Linked DNA regions of Rattus norvegicus: region 2 is linked to region 1. The links are chromatin contacts, called in public Hi-C maps. All regions are on one chromosome and are shown on one strand. Each heading gives the region's core, a stretch centred on a gene start, on an enhancer-like site or on the middle of the called end of the contact. The rest is flanking DNA. Distances are from core to core; before and after follow the strand shown. Region 1 has its middle 540 kb from the start of Klf6. Region 2 overlaps LOC120097919 (a long non-coding RNA gene).

Evidence for each region. A called contact is a pair of places that touch in the nucleus more often than the background predicts.
Region 2: a Hi-C map of Schwann cells shows a contact between it and region 1, with 6 times the contacts expected there. The contact joins two enhancer-like sites. A contact is called at or near these places in 3 of 12 Hi-C or Micro-C datasets (the A7r5 cell line, the Rat2 cell line and Schwann cells).

The regions. Positions count from the first base shown.
Region 1 is chr17:69,996,230-70,002,593 of GRCr8, forward strand. No RefSeq gene overlaps it. Among named protein-coding and RNA genes, the nearest start is that of Klf6, 540 kb to the left of the region's middle. Within about 2 kb of position 3,337, at least 8 of the 93 cell types and tissues checked have an H3K27ac peak or open chromatin away from gene starts, as enhancers often do.
Region 2 is chr17:70,471,010-70,477,373 of GRCr8, forward strand. All of the region lies in intron 2 of LOC120097919 (a long non-coding RNA gene), which reads right to left. Among named protein-coding and RNA genes, the nearest start is that of Akr1e2, 170 kb to the right of the region's middle. Within about 2 kb of position 2,577, at least 4 of the 93 cell types and tissues checked have an H3K27ac peak or open chromatin away from gene starts, as enhancers often do.

The DNA.
Region 1 (6,364 bases), core at 2,087-4,586:
GCCTGCAAAATGCCACAGACATTATTATTTTCTTGAAAGCGCCGGAAACATGTCCTGATGCTTTAAAGCCTCTCATTCTTCTTAGTACACTGAGGTATTTCTAGTTCCTTCTTTCCTATTCCCAGCTTCACCCGTGTCATTAAAGTATACTGTCTGCTTTAGTCCGGGAGGCATTTATGGCCTCCACTGTCTTCTGAACTCTGGCAGAGATAATGCATCTGGGTTTCCTTAGTGATATTCTGAACACATTTTTGCTCTCTTCCACCCAGAGCACATACTTCTGGTGGAATTCCTGTTGTGTGGGAGGCCAGCTAAGCTGCATTCACACACTGGCACTCCCAGATGTGGTCTCCCTGGATTTGTTCCAGTCCCTCTGTCTCAGCAGCCAGACATGTGTTGCTGAAGTCTTTTCTTCAGCATCTGAGCTCGACAACCACAGGAGTCTTTGTGCTGTTTATTTATCTGATAGCTGTTGAGCCTCTGTCTCTCTCTGACTCGCTGTCTCTCTGTCTCTCTGTCTCTGTCTCTCTCTGTCTCTGTGTGTGTGTGTGTGTCTTTCCTTCTTTTATATGCTTGTGATTCCTTCTTTTCTATTAAAATTGTAAAACAGTTTGTTTCCACGGCAAAAAGTTAGACTTTTAATGGGAGCCAGGAGATGAGATACTGTGTTTGCCTGTTTGTTTTAACTACAGGAAGGTCACTACAACTGTGACTGCAAGCAGACACCTGCACCATCTGTTTTTGTCAACAAGCCTTTCAAAAGAACACAATATACAGTCATTTCCCACCAGGATGTGTTCTTCCAGACCTATGAAGAACTTTGGCTCACCTGAAACATGACTATTTTTTGAAAAAAATTTTTTTTTGCTATATTAAATGGTAGTAAGAATTGGGTGTTTGTGAGGAAAAAAGAAATCATGTCTGAAGTTAAAAGCTTGAATCCTACCCCCCTTTGTCTCTCTGTCTCTCTGTCTTCCTGTCTCCTCCCAAACCTTCCTCTCTCTTGGTCCTTTGGTGATGATTGGGGAAATGAGACGACAGAGTTGGAGAGCAGTCGCAGCCACCCAGCCTTCACTGTTCAGACTGATTTGAATACTTGAGGTAGATACAAGATGATTGACATATAATACTACCAATGGTGGTGTGTATACAATTGAGGGAAAGGCATCATTCATAGGAAGTGATCACAATTCTTTGTCAACTGATCCCCATCACTAGGGAAATACCCAGTGAGTGAAATTCGAGGGCCTTCAGAGTCCAGTCAGGCATCACAGCTCTCTATTTGCTGTTATTTATTCTGTGATGTACACAAAAGCCAAACAATGTATGCATCAGATATTTTTGTTCACATGTGAGAACAGACAGTGTCTTTATCATTTAAATAAGGGAAACTGAGACTACAGACAGCTCGGCAAGAAAAGGAAATATCCTATCTGGCCTCCTGAAAGTTCAATGATTTCATTAACACCTCCCCCCAACCCCCTGCGTCATAGTTATTTGTTTAAAACAGGAAACAGGCTTTTAATGTTAGGGATAGGATTGTGAGACCAGAAAACATCACAATGTGGATGAGGGCTGAGTGTGACAGAGAGTCATAGTCTCAATTCTTGACTTTCGCTTTCCATCCTAAGAACAATCTTAAACTTTGGCTTTTATCCAGAGGATCTCCCTGATCTCAGAAGAGCAAATATTCTACTGGTTTAATTTTCTCAGAGGAAATGGTTTTCCTCAGTCTTGACATCCCTAAAGGGGAGCCCATCATGGATAGATTTTCTATGTTAATGAGTTATTTTCTTTTACCTTTCTAAGTCATCTTCATAAACATTGCTTAGTTTGAAAAGGTGAGATTTTGTTTACTGTAGAAAAATACATTTTTTAGAGTATTCTTTTTCTTTTAATGTGAGACAAAAAAGAGAAGAAGGAAAACCCATAGCTTGTTTAGTGCAGAACAGAATGTTAGGTTAACTGCCTGAATCAGAACTTTCCCATACTGACTTAGGAATGAAGGCTTGTCCTGATTAGTAATCTTCACCAAGTTCGAAGGGTTAGAGGTGACTCAGGCTCCACGAATGTGTTCTGGTCTTATTTAAAGAAAGGCCCCTGAGTCATGTGGAGTTGTGTCAAAATGTGTGGTATGTCATGTTATTTTAAAAAGACAGCGTGGAGAGAGGAAATTGAACTATCTTCTTTTTTTTTTCAGGGAACTTTGCCCTTTTGCAGAAGTCATTTCCCACACATCTCCCTTTCTCTGCAGTGAGGCTGTGGTGTATTTTTATCATAGATATATCCCTAATGACTTCTCATGTCAAGCTTGCAAAGTGAACTATTTTTCATTAATATTTATCCTCAGATGCTGTTAAATGCATTGCTTAGAGATGAATACATTTACCATCGATCTCCTATCATTTGGAAGGCTCATCCATCTGAAAAGATGGCTAAACACATATATTTGTTATTTTTAACAATAGAAAAATTCACAAACAGAAATGAGCTTCATTTGTCTTAGCTAAGAAAATTTGAAAGTGTCAATCTTGTTTGTATTCTGGATTTTAAAGTGCATGTAAAAATTTTTTAGAAATGTTAAAAAAATGAAATTAAAAAGTATAAAGACCCAAAGGGCTGCCAGGGGAAGAAAAGGCAGCTTTCTTTAGAGCTGTGATTTGTGATACATTGACCATATTTCTGTGCATGCCCTTACATTCATGTGCAGGTAGAAAGCAAATTCAGTGGGTTGATTATTTATATATTGAAAAATCATAACAAGAAAATGAAATTGTGAGGATGTATGTGTGGATCCAGGCCTCCAACAGGAGAAGTATCAGAAGAAATGATTCCACTTGCATAAAATTCTCAAAGGGTAAATTAAAATATTACATAAAAATAAATATGTAAATTTTAAAAATGTTAAAAGCATTTTGATGGGAAAATTACACTTAGTTAAGATGGACTGTATCATTAGGGTTCATGATCAAGTATGAAATATTGAGTAAGGACTTGTCCAGCTCCATGAGTTGTTCTGTTATTATAAATCCACTTTTGCTTCTGAGTGTCTTTCTCTATACAACAGGACTAGTATATGTTTCTACTTCTGTTTGGGTAAGTTGCCTCTGGGTCTATGACTCAGTTCAATCAACCAAACAACCAATTAGAGCCATCCCCATCCCCAAAGCTAAAACACTGACTCAGGAATCCCTATCCCTATGTCCAGGTTGACTTGCTCCAACTTTACCAACTTGTTCCAACAATACCCTAAAGATATGCCGCCATTTTTATCCCTATTTTTTGCTGATGAAAACTGGCCAGACATGCAGCTGCTTGGGTGTGGATCCACAGTCTAACACAGTTGGCAATTGAGTCTAACTACAGATTTCAATGGCAATAAAATAATTGTAGGGCTAGCAGGAATCTTGATTGGACTCCCATTGGTGGGAGTTGCTTGTCACAGAGTGGTACTGAAGTCCTGGGACAGAACAGGCTGTGCCTCCATTGGGCTGCAAAGGAAAGGCTTTAAGAAGGCAGGACTCTATGTGGACATAGAGAGAAATCTTCACCAGAATTTGCTCATATATTCCAATCCCAAATTCCTGGACTCAAACAGTTCATAGTCCTTGCCCTAATTTTAATTAAAAAAAGTCCCATTAAGCTCTGGAATTCAGTGTGGGCTATAATTGGTCTAACCAAAACTGACATTTTATTTTCAGAAGTATTTACCCTCTGGCTGTGAGATAAGAATGCCTTTCCAAGCAAGATTTGTGAACTCCTTTTATAGAACATTTCCTAAGAATTTAGCATCCTGAGTTCATCACTCACATTCTCAAATTCTTCAGCATGATTATGAGAAACCAAACAACCTAATCGTTACCCTCCTTTCTGCATAAAATCTGTGCATTTGCTCATCTCTAAATATCCTTTGTCACTCAGAGCTTCACCCGAAATAGACACTAGTAGCACATAGGAAAAATATCTTTTTTTAAAAAATATTTATTTCTATATATGTATATTTGGATGATATTTCAGAGGATAGAATAGTGGGGTTGGAGTTACAGGAGGTTGTGAGCCACCTAATGATGATGGTGGAAACTGATAATTGGATCTGGGTAGGAAGAGTAAGATCTTAGAACTTGTGAACCACCTCTGCACACTCTCCACCCTCTGCACCCTCTCTACCTTCTCCATCTTCTCCCTTTACTCCATCCTCTCCACTGTCTCTATCCTCTTCATCCTCTCTGTCCTCTGTTCTCCACCCTCTTTGCCCTTTCCCTGTGGAGATAGGGTCTTAATATGTTGCCCAGATTTCAACGTCTGGGTTTTGGGCTTGGGGCTAAAGGTCACTGCAACACTTATCATATTCAGCTGGATCAAGAATAAAAAGAAGGGGGTTGGGGATTTAGCTCAGTGGTAGAGCGCTTGCCTAGCAAGCACAAGGCCCTGGGTTCGGTCCCCAGCTCCAAAGGAAAAAAAAAGAATAAAAAGAAATCTGAATGAGTTGCAGTGTCATCTGGAGTACCTCACATCAATACCAGCAAGTAAATGTCAAGTAAGAGTCGCATTGAAATGTTTCTTTACATCTCTGTGGTCCTCCATTGTCACTGCAAAATTCTTGAATGGCAAGAAATGTAGCTCATCCCTATATACCTGACACCTTGAAGACCCAATTTAATTATTCTCATGCTTCTGTCTTTCTCAATTTTCCCACTCCTAGAGTCCTTCAGATGTCCACACCTTGATGTAGAGTAAATTCTCGTTATTTTTCATGTTTATTTTTAGAGTCCAGCTATGTCGAGCGTTGATTGAATGTCTGAGGACTTTCTCCTGGGGTTTCTAATTGTTTCAGCAATGCTTCTTAATGGATATTTTAAGGCATCTAGAAATAGCCTCTAAATTCCTACACTTCTATTAAATCTTAGCTACTTTGTCACACAGAATTTTCAGGACGGTTTCTATTATATCTCCATAGGCAACAGCATATTTTTAAGGTAGCTTATGTATAATATGAGGCCTGAATCTATTATTAGTTTCATAGGTCAATGTCTTAAGAGGCCTCTATATTGAATGATACTGTCATTCACATCATGTGAGCATCCTTGACTGTCTTCTGTTCTCATTTCGTGAATTCGCACCATACACGGAATAACCTAAGGAAGTGAAAGAAATTCCATAAATAGACTAGATGTATCTTGTATTTTTTTGTCAAGTCCTTTAAGGCTTGTGAAAGTCTGACATGAGAGAAATTAAAGATGAGGAAGCCAAGACCAGAGCGAGTAAAGAAGCCTTAAAAGCAGATGGACACCAGACCAATACAGATAAAGATACGCAGAGCCAACCATGGAACTGAGTCTGGAGACCCCACTGGAAGAGCTAGAAGGACTGAAGGAACTGAAGGGGAATGCAACCCTGAAGGAAGAACAACAATATCAACTAACTTGACCACCCAGAGTTCCCAGAGACTAAACCAGCAACCAGAGTATCCATGGCTCCAGATGCATATGCAATAAAGGATGGCCTTATCTGACATCAATGGGATGGGAGGCCCTTGGTCCTACGCAGGCTTTATGCCCCAGTGTAGGGGAATGCTAGGGTGGTAAGATGAGAGTGGGTGATTGGGTGGAGAAGCACCCTCACAGAGGTAAAGGGGAGGGGGAGAAGGGAGATGGAATGGAGTGTGTTAAGGGGTAACTGGGAAGAGGGACATTATTTGAAACACAAATGAATAAAATGCTTAATTAAAAAAAGAGATGGAAATAATCCCATATACTGTGTTCTTTGATTGTGCTGATCTTGTAGTAAGATTGAACCAGCAAAGGTTCTGACCCCTGAAAATTGATGGATCAGCCATTCAGCACTGTGGTACTGTGAGACGGCACGGCTGCTTATTCATAATTCATTGTAAATACAGTGGCATTTGACTCACTTTTAATTGCTGGCATTTGGTGACAGGAGAAAAATCTAAAGGCATGCTTCTAAGAAGATCACAGCACAGACTGACATTGCTGACTCATTTTTAGCGGGAACTTTCTAAACAGTGGTGACACAATGCAGAAGGATTTAAATGTGCTTACTTAGGCAAGAAATAAGAGGGTGAAACGAAAACAGAGCTGAGCAGCAAGTGATGGAGGGATGCCTGAATGGGCGACATCTTGCCATAGATGTGTACAGACAGTTGGAATCCACAGAGCCACGTAAAACTGGGTGTAGTAGCAAATGTTAGTTCCAACACTTTTACCGGAAAGTGGGACACGGACATGGGAGGATCCCTGAGAGCTTACAGACTAGCCTGGCAAAAGCACTAGTGTCTTACATTTGAGGACCAGCAACAGCATGATATGTTATTCTCTGATTTACACTCATACACAGAGAGAGAGAG
Region 2 (6,364 bases), core at 1,327-3,826, 470 kb after region 1:
AGGGCAGGCAATTCTATCATTGTGATGCTGCATGGTGAACCCTGGGAAAGACAAGGGATGCCTCAGAGAGTCAGGAGAAGACAAAGCATCACCTGAAACTGTGAGGCACAGGCCTGGAAAATCACAGGCTGCCCAAGGTACTTCCAGAACTTCTAGGGCAGAACACACTGCACCAAGGCGCTAAGTGTCCCGCTTAGTGCAAGGACATCCCTACTGTGAGGGCTATGACATCAGAGCCTAGCACGTGCTTAGACCACTGATGACCATTGTTCTACGCTGTCTGAATGGCACAGGCCTTTACCAAGTGAACACTCTGTGACCCTGACATTTGTTGGGATTTGCGAAAGCATTCTCTAATTCCTCACCTAGTTTCCCATGAAACGTGGGTGTTATGTTCTTCTGTATATAGAACTTGCATGGATCTGAAATAAAAGAATGATGAGAGGTCTTCCCTACCACAGCATTTTAAGTTTTGGAAAGGACACGTTTCATTTAGATGTACAATACAAAGGCTTCACCTTCTCCCTAGGCTCTGTATTTTATCTGAAGAGGCTTGTCCCGTGGCTCTATATTTTAGTTTATCTGAAGAGGCTTGACTGTCATTCTGTCTTCCTTGTTCACTTATTCCCTGCTCATTTCCAGTTCACAGGCTGACTGTGTTAGAAGATTCCAATTTAAAGAACCTTTATATATATATATATATATATATATATATATATATCACATATATACATATAGTATGTTCATATTTCTGTGTGCATCTTCATATTCGTGTGTGACGGATGGATATAGAGGTCAGATACCTATGTAATGCGTCTTCCTCAGTCCCCCTCAATTCTTTCTATATTTTGGAGACAGTGTCTCTCTCGTGAATCTGGAGTTTACCCATTCATTCAGGTTTACTTGCTGGAGAGCTAAAGGGACACATCGAAACACCTACACCCAACCCTGGGTTTATAGATGCTATCACTGTGCTGAGATCTTAATATAGGAGCTGAGGGTCTTCATGCTTCCAAAGCAGGCACTTTAGATACCAAGCCACCTTTCTAATCCTTCAAGGCATCTTTTTATAGTTAACCACAAGCAGCATTTGAATTGGGAAAATTTAGTACCATTTTTTTTACTATTGCTATCGTTGTTGTTAATTTAACCTGATTGTGATATTGTGTGAATCAGGAAGCCCTGGTGCATGATGGGAGATGTCAGATTCTATCACCTACTAGCTGATTTTCAGTGGCACCTGTGCAGCTTCTCCATAAATTGTAAATGAATGTTTTCTTTGCCAAACCGCTGCAGCAGGAAGGCAGGAAGCAAAAACACATTCAGATTCTTGCTGTCACTGAGTATTCTAGGAATGAAATATTAGGTGGCCGTAGGAGAAATACAACTTGTAGAAGGGACATCGTGACACATGCATTATCAACTCCTCTAACACTCTCATCGCTCTCCCAACACAGAAATAATGGAGGTCAGCAACACGCCTTCCTCCACAGCAAGCTTAATGCTGGAGGGGTAAGTACAGTGCAGCAAGTGACCTCTGGAGAGACATTTGTTGGATGTTTGTGATTTTGTGCAAGGCCGAGGAGTGCCCTTTGGTTAATCTTTGCATGATTTTGGCATGTGTCATCTGAAGTATAGGCGTGATCTCGATTTTGACTCTGCAGATTGAAAGAGATTAACTTCCTCACAAAACATCTATTTCATGGGTGAGATGCGGTCTGATTACTATTCCATGGGGCTTCCTGTGGCCCAAATACACTGTGTAACCAAAAAGCTGAATTTCACTCAGGCTTTCATTTTTATCTTTCATCCTTTTCTGTTCTTTTAATATCATCCTAGACCACAACTGACATGAACATCGTTGAGAATTTCTTGTGTGATAATGAATATCTACTTTATTCTATGATCACGAATATAAAGTAATAGTTAGGGGTGTTCGACAAGAGCCTTCTCAATTCACTGAAGTTTTATAATCGATAAAACTGGGGAGTCATGACTGTTTATGTATGTTTCCCTTCAACATGAATATCTCTCAGCACACTCATCTTCACCACCAAGGATGCTGCTAGAATGTTCCCACGTATGTGTTGCTGAGACATACAGAAAGGGGTAGAGATGGGTTCTCCTAGCCATCTCTTCACTTTTTATGAGGGGTGGGGGTACATTGTGAGAAATCCAGAAATCTTGCCATAAGAATGATCTTTGGGTGACCCTAGAGTAGCTAGGTAAGTGAACTCTCTAATTTCTCTTATGCATGCACTTTCCCTAATCCTCATATTCCTTCTACGTTGGTGGTGATTCTTTTTTTTTTTAATTTATTTATTATATATAAGCACACTGCAGCTATCTTCAGACACACCAGAAGAGGGCATCAGATCTCATTACAGATGGTTGTAGGCCACCATGTGGTTGATGGGATTTGAACTCAGGACCTCTGGAAGAGCAGTCAGTGCTCGTAACCACTCAGCCGTCTCTCCAGCCCCACTGGTGATTCTTTTAGCTCCATTACTCCAGCTTCCTAGGTCTAGACTTCCAATTCCATAGTTATGTAGATTAGTAGCCAAGAGAGTCAAGTGGACTGAAAGACTGATGCAGTCACCTGAGTTCACACACCCATATGTGCAATTTTAAAGTCTGTCTTTGGGATCCTACAAAGACTCCCTGCTTCCTGAGGGCAGGAAATGAAAAACGACTATTCTCATCAACTTCTATCAATTTCTTTAGGAATTATATGAGACAGTGAACACAAACCCAGAGCAGAAAGTTTCCTCAGCACTTAGGAGGAGGAAGAAAGGTGGAAAAGAAGGTTGAAGCCACCAAAAGGAGACACGCTGTGCCTTCGACTTTATTTCTTATAGATAGAGGACTTCAAACACACTCACTGGATTTTATTACTGAAATTTGCAAAGTGTGCATGCCATCCTTCAGTCAAGGTGACTTCATAACTGACAAAACAGACAAGATACAAAATCTGTGTATTGGCTTTCTACAATATTAACACTATAAACAGTGAAACACCACCCATTTCTATAGGGCAACAAATGATTGTTTCCACACAGATGGTAATAAGGAAATTTATGAAGAAGACTATTGTAGGAAGTAAACACAGAAACAATGAAAACAGTCTCTGCCACACCCCTGAAGCTGACTACAGCTGCAGGGCAGGGCCTACAGACAATGGCATCGTAATGTCTTCTCTTTTCTGCACCCATTCATTTACAGCTAATAATTAAAAGATTAGGAACTCCATGTCTTCCCACCATGAGGTAGAAAGTCTTGCAGGCCACACCCTGATGACTATGGGCTTCCCACATAGTGAGTCATTTACAGAATTCAGGACTCAAAATCTGCCAAAGGAATGGAGAAGCATTAAGAAGGTGTTTCTTGTGAGCCTACTACAAATACTTGTTTTGAATTTAAGTTAAATGTTAGAGAAATTTATCATGTCCTTTTGTCAGTTTTGTTAAACTATGACACAGAGAAGGTTGGGAGGTTTCTAGAGATGAGGAAATAGATAGATTCTCCAGAATGATGTATTCAAGAACATTATGAATCACAGTGATATTTTATCAATACTATCAAACTTGCAACTGAATTACTAGAGAAGTATAAAGTTTTTAATCTGATTGTTGTGATGAATAAATGATGACTATTGAAGTAGATATGTTTAATTTGATCAAATTGTACACAAGGCATATATTCACTGAACAACATATAACATTCATATAGATGGTTCTTGAGATATACATTAGTTAAAATAAATGTAATTTAATATGGTTAATGATACATATTAACATGATAGATAGGAAGATAGAGATAGAACGAAAAAAAGACAGACAGACAGACAGATAAATGATAATCAGTGAGCAGACAGGAAGGAAAACATAGATGGTAGATAAACAATTGAAAGAGAGACTAGACATCTTGATAGATGTTAGATAAGCTTGTGAGTGGGCATTAAAAAGATCACAGATTGATATACAGTACATGTGTTATTGATAGATCAATGATTTCTGGATACAGACATACATACATTCATACATACACACATCCATACATGCATACACACATACATGCATACATGCATACATGCATACATGCACACATACCTGTATACAAAATGCATGCATACATACATGCATACACGCATGCATACATACATATATGCATGCATTACATATGCACATACACACATACATACATACATATGTGTCTATTGACAGAAGATAGCAACCAGAGATAGAGAATAGAAAGTTGGAAGTAGTAAATATGCCTGAGAGCAATTTTGGAGCCTTAAGTTTATATCAGGTGCTTGGGCTGCTCTTAGCCGTCTTCCCTGTGCTGTAGAGGATATGACATTCTCCTCGGCATAGCAAGCCTGTGTCACTCTTGAGACTAACCATCTTATTTAATACTCAGAGAGAAACATTGATACCATCATTTCCTTCATTCATTGCTCTCTCGCAACCTTTGGCGCTAGGAATTATCTTTCTTTAGTTCAGAATATTCAATTTACTCTCCAGTATTCTCCAAGGCTAGAGTTTACTCAGATGCAAACTTTCAATTATAAAGCAACTTTACTTCCATTTAGACTGCTCTGTCTCCTCAGAAATGCTTAAAGTTTCAGGTACAATCATCTGCGTAGCAAAAAGAATCATTTTTTTAAATGTCACTTTAGTTTCATTTCTATTTTTAATAAAACATCATTATAGAAAACTTTAAACAAACATAATTTAATTCTTTCCATTATCATGAAAACTTTAATGTGCAGGAAGGGCATTCCATTCTTAGAGAGGCTTATTTAAATTGGTGGTCAAACAAGACTCTTCTAATAAAAAAATGTGAAAGATACAGAAATATAAGAACAGTATGGTCAAATTTAAAACTATGTGGCAATACCATCGTCTCTTCTATTAGGGTACTGCATGTTTTATTATTTTCAAGACTTATTCCATTTTTAGCATGTAAATGTGTATGTGTGTTGAGTGTGTTGTGGTGTGTGTGAATGTGTGTGTGTGAATGTGTGTGTGTGAATGTGTGTGTGTGTGCGTGTGTGTATGAGTGTGTTGTGGTGTGTGTGTGTGTGTGTGTGTGTGTGTGTGTGTGAACATTACATATGTAAGTATTCCTCCAGATGCCAGGGAGGGCATCTGATTGCTTGGAGCTAGAGTTACAGCCATTTGTGAAGTGCGTAGTATAAGTGCTGGAGCCTCAGATCTGACTCTCTCTAGACAGAGCAAACCATGTTCTTAACTCCTGAGCCATTTCTCAGCTCCATCGTCCTTTTCTTCCTCATTTACCCTATTTTACACTATCAGCCTTTAAAAATACCCTGGTAATTCTATCCTTTCTTAGTTCCTTCCTAAGTCCTTCCCCTGATGCATTCTGTATGTTAAGCACTGTCTCAATGTGTTCTGCAAACACAGGGCTTGTTCTCCTTTCCTATGGAGCATTTGATAAAAATCTTCACTCTATCATACTCAAGATATGAGTTGCTCCTATTTTTGTGCTGATTATTATTATTATTATTATTATTATTATTATTAATTTGTTTGGTTTAAAGTTATTCTCTTATGGACATTACAATGTTTTCTACATAACATTATGTGATATAGAATATATATTCTTAATGTTCAAGTGTTTGGCCTTTCTATCTATTTCTGGTGGCTAAATTTTAACTTTTGTAAAGTTTGAAGCAGAAATAAATCTGCCTTTTTTAAAAACAGGGATTATAAAACATTCAGCACCACTGAAAGAGTGACTCATTTTACTTTTAATCTGCCAAAAGATCTTCCTAAGTCCTTGGCATAAGTTCAATCTTAACAGAATTAAGTTTACTTTGATGAAATTACTTCAGCTAATAATTGTATAAAAGGTTCGTGAGCCATTAATGAACCAGGTGAAGGCAAAGCCGAGCCTTTTGCTCATAAATGAAATACTATATTGCAATACAGACAATAGTCACCTTTAGGGTTTACACTACTGTCTCAGTTTCTCTTAATGTCACAGGACTTCTGGAGGACATGCTGCTTTGTGGGCATTGTTTTCCCAGAGTACAGTTTGTGGTGACTAGGAAGGCTTCGTTGAATCTATCTTAGTTGCATTTCTATGTAAGCTATATTATATCAGAATATTTGGAACACTTATGAGACTACACAGAGCTGATTTAATTACGCAGTGTTTTGGGGACTCTGAAAGTGCACCTTTCTGAGTTTTGGAATGGTGTATACAAACAACTGAAAAATATTTTGAGGAAATAAAGCAAAGGAAAATTTGTTAAAAAAAAAACTCAAAAATGGACATTTTAAGGCATAAAAGACGCCACTTGCAGGCATCCATGATGAATTTACAGGCAATGAAAACA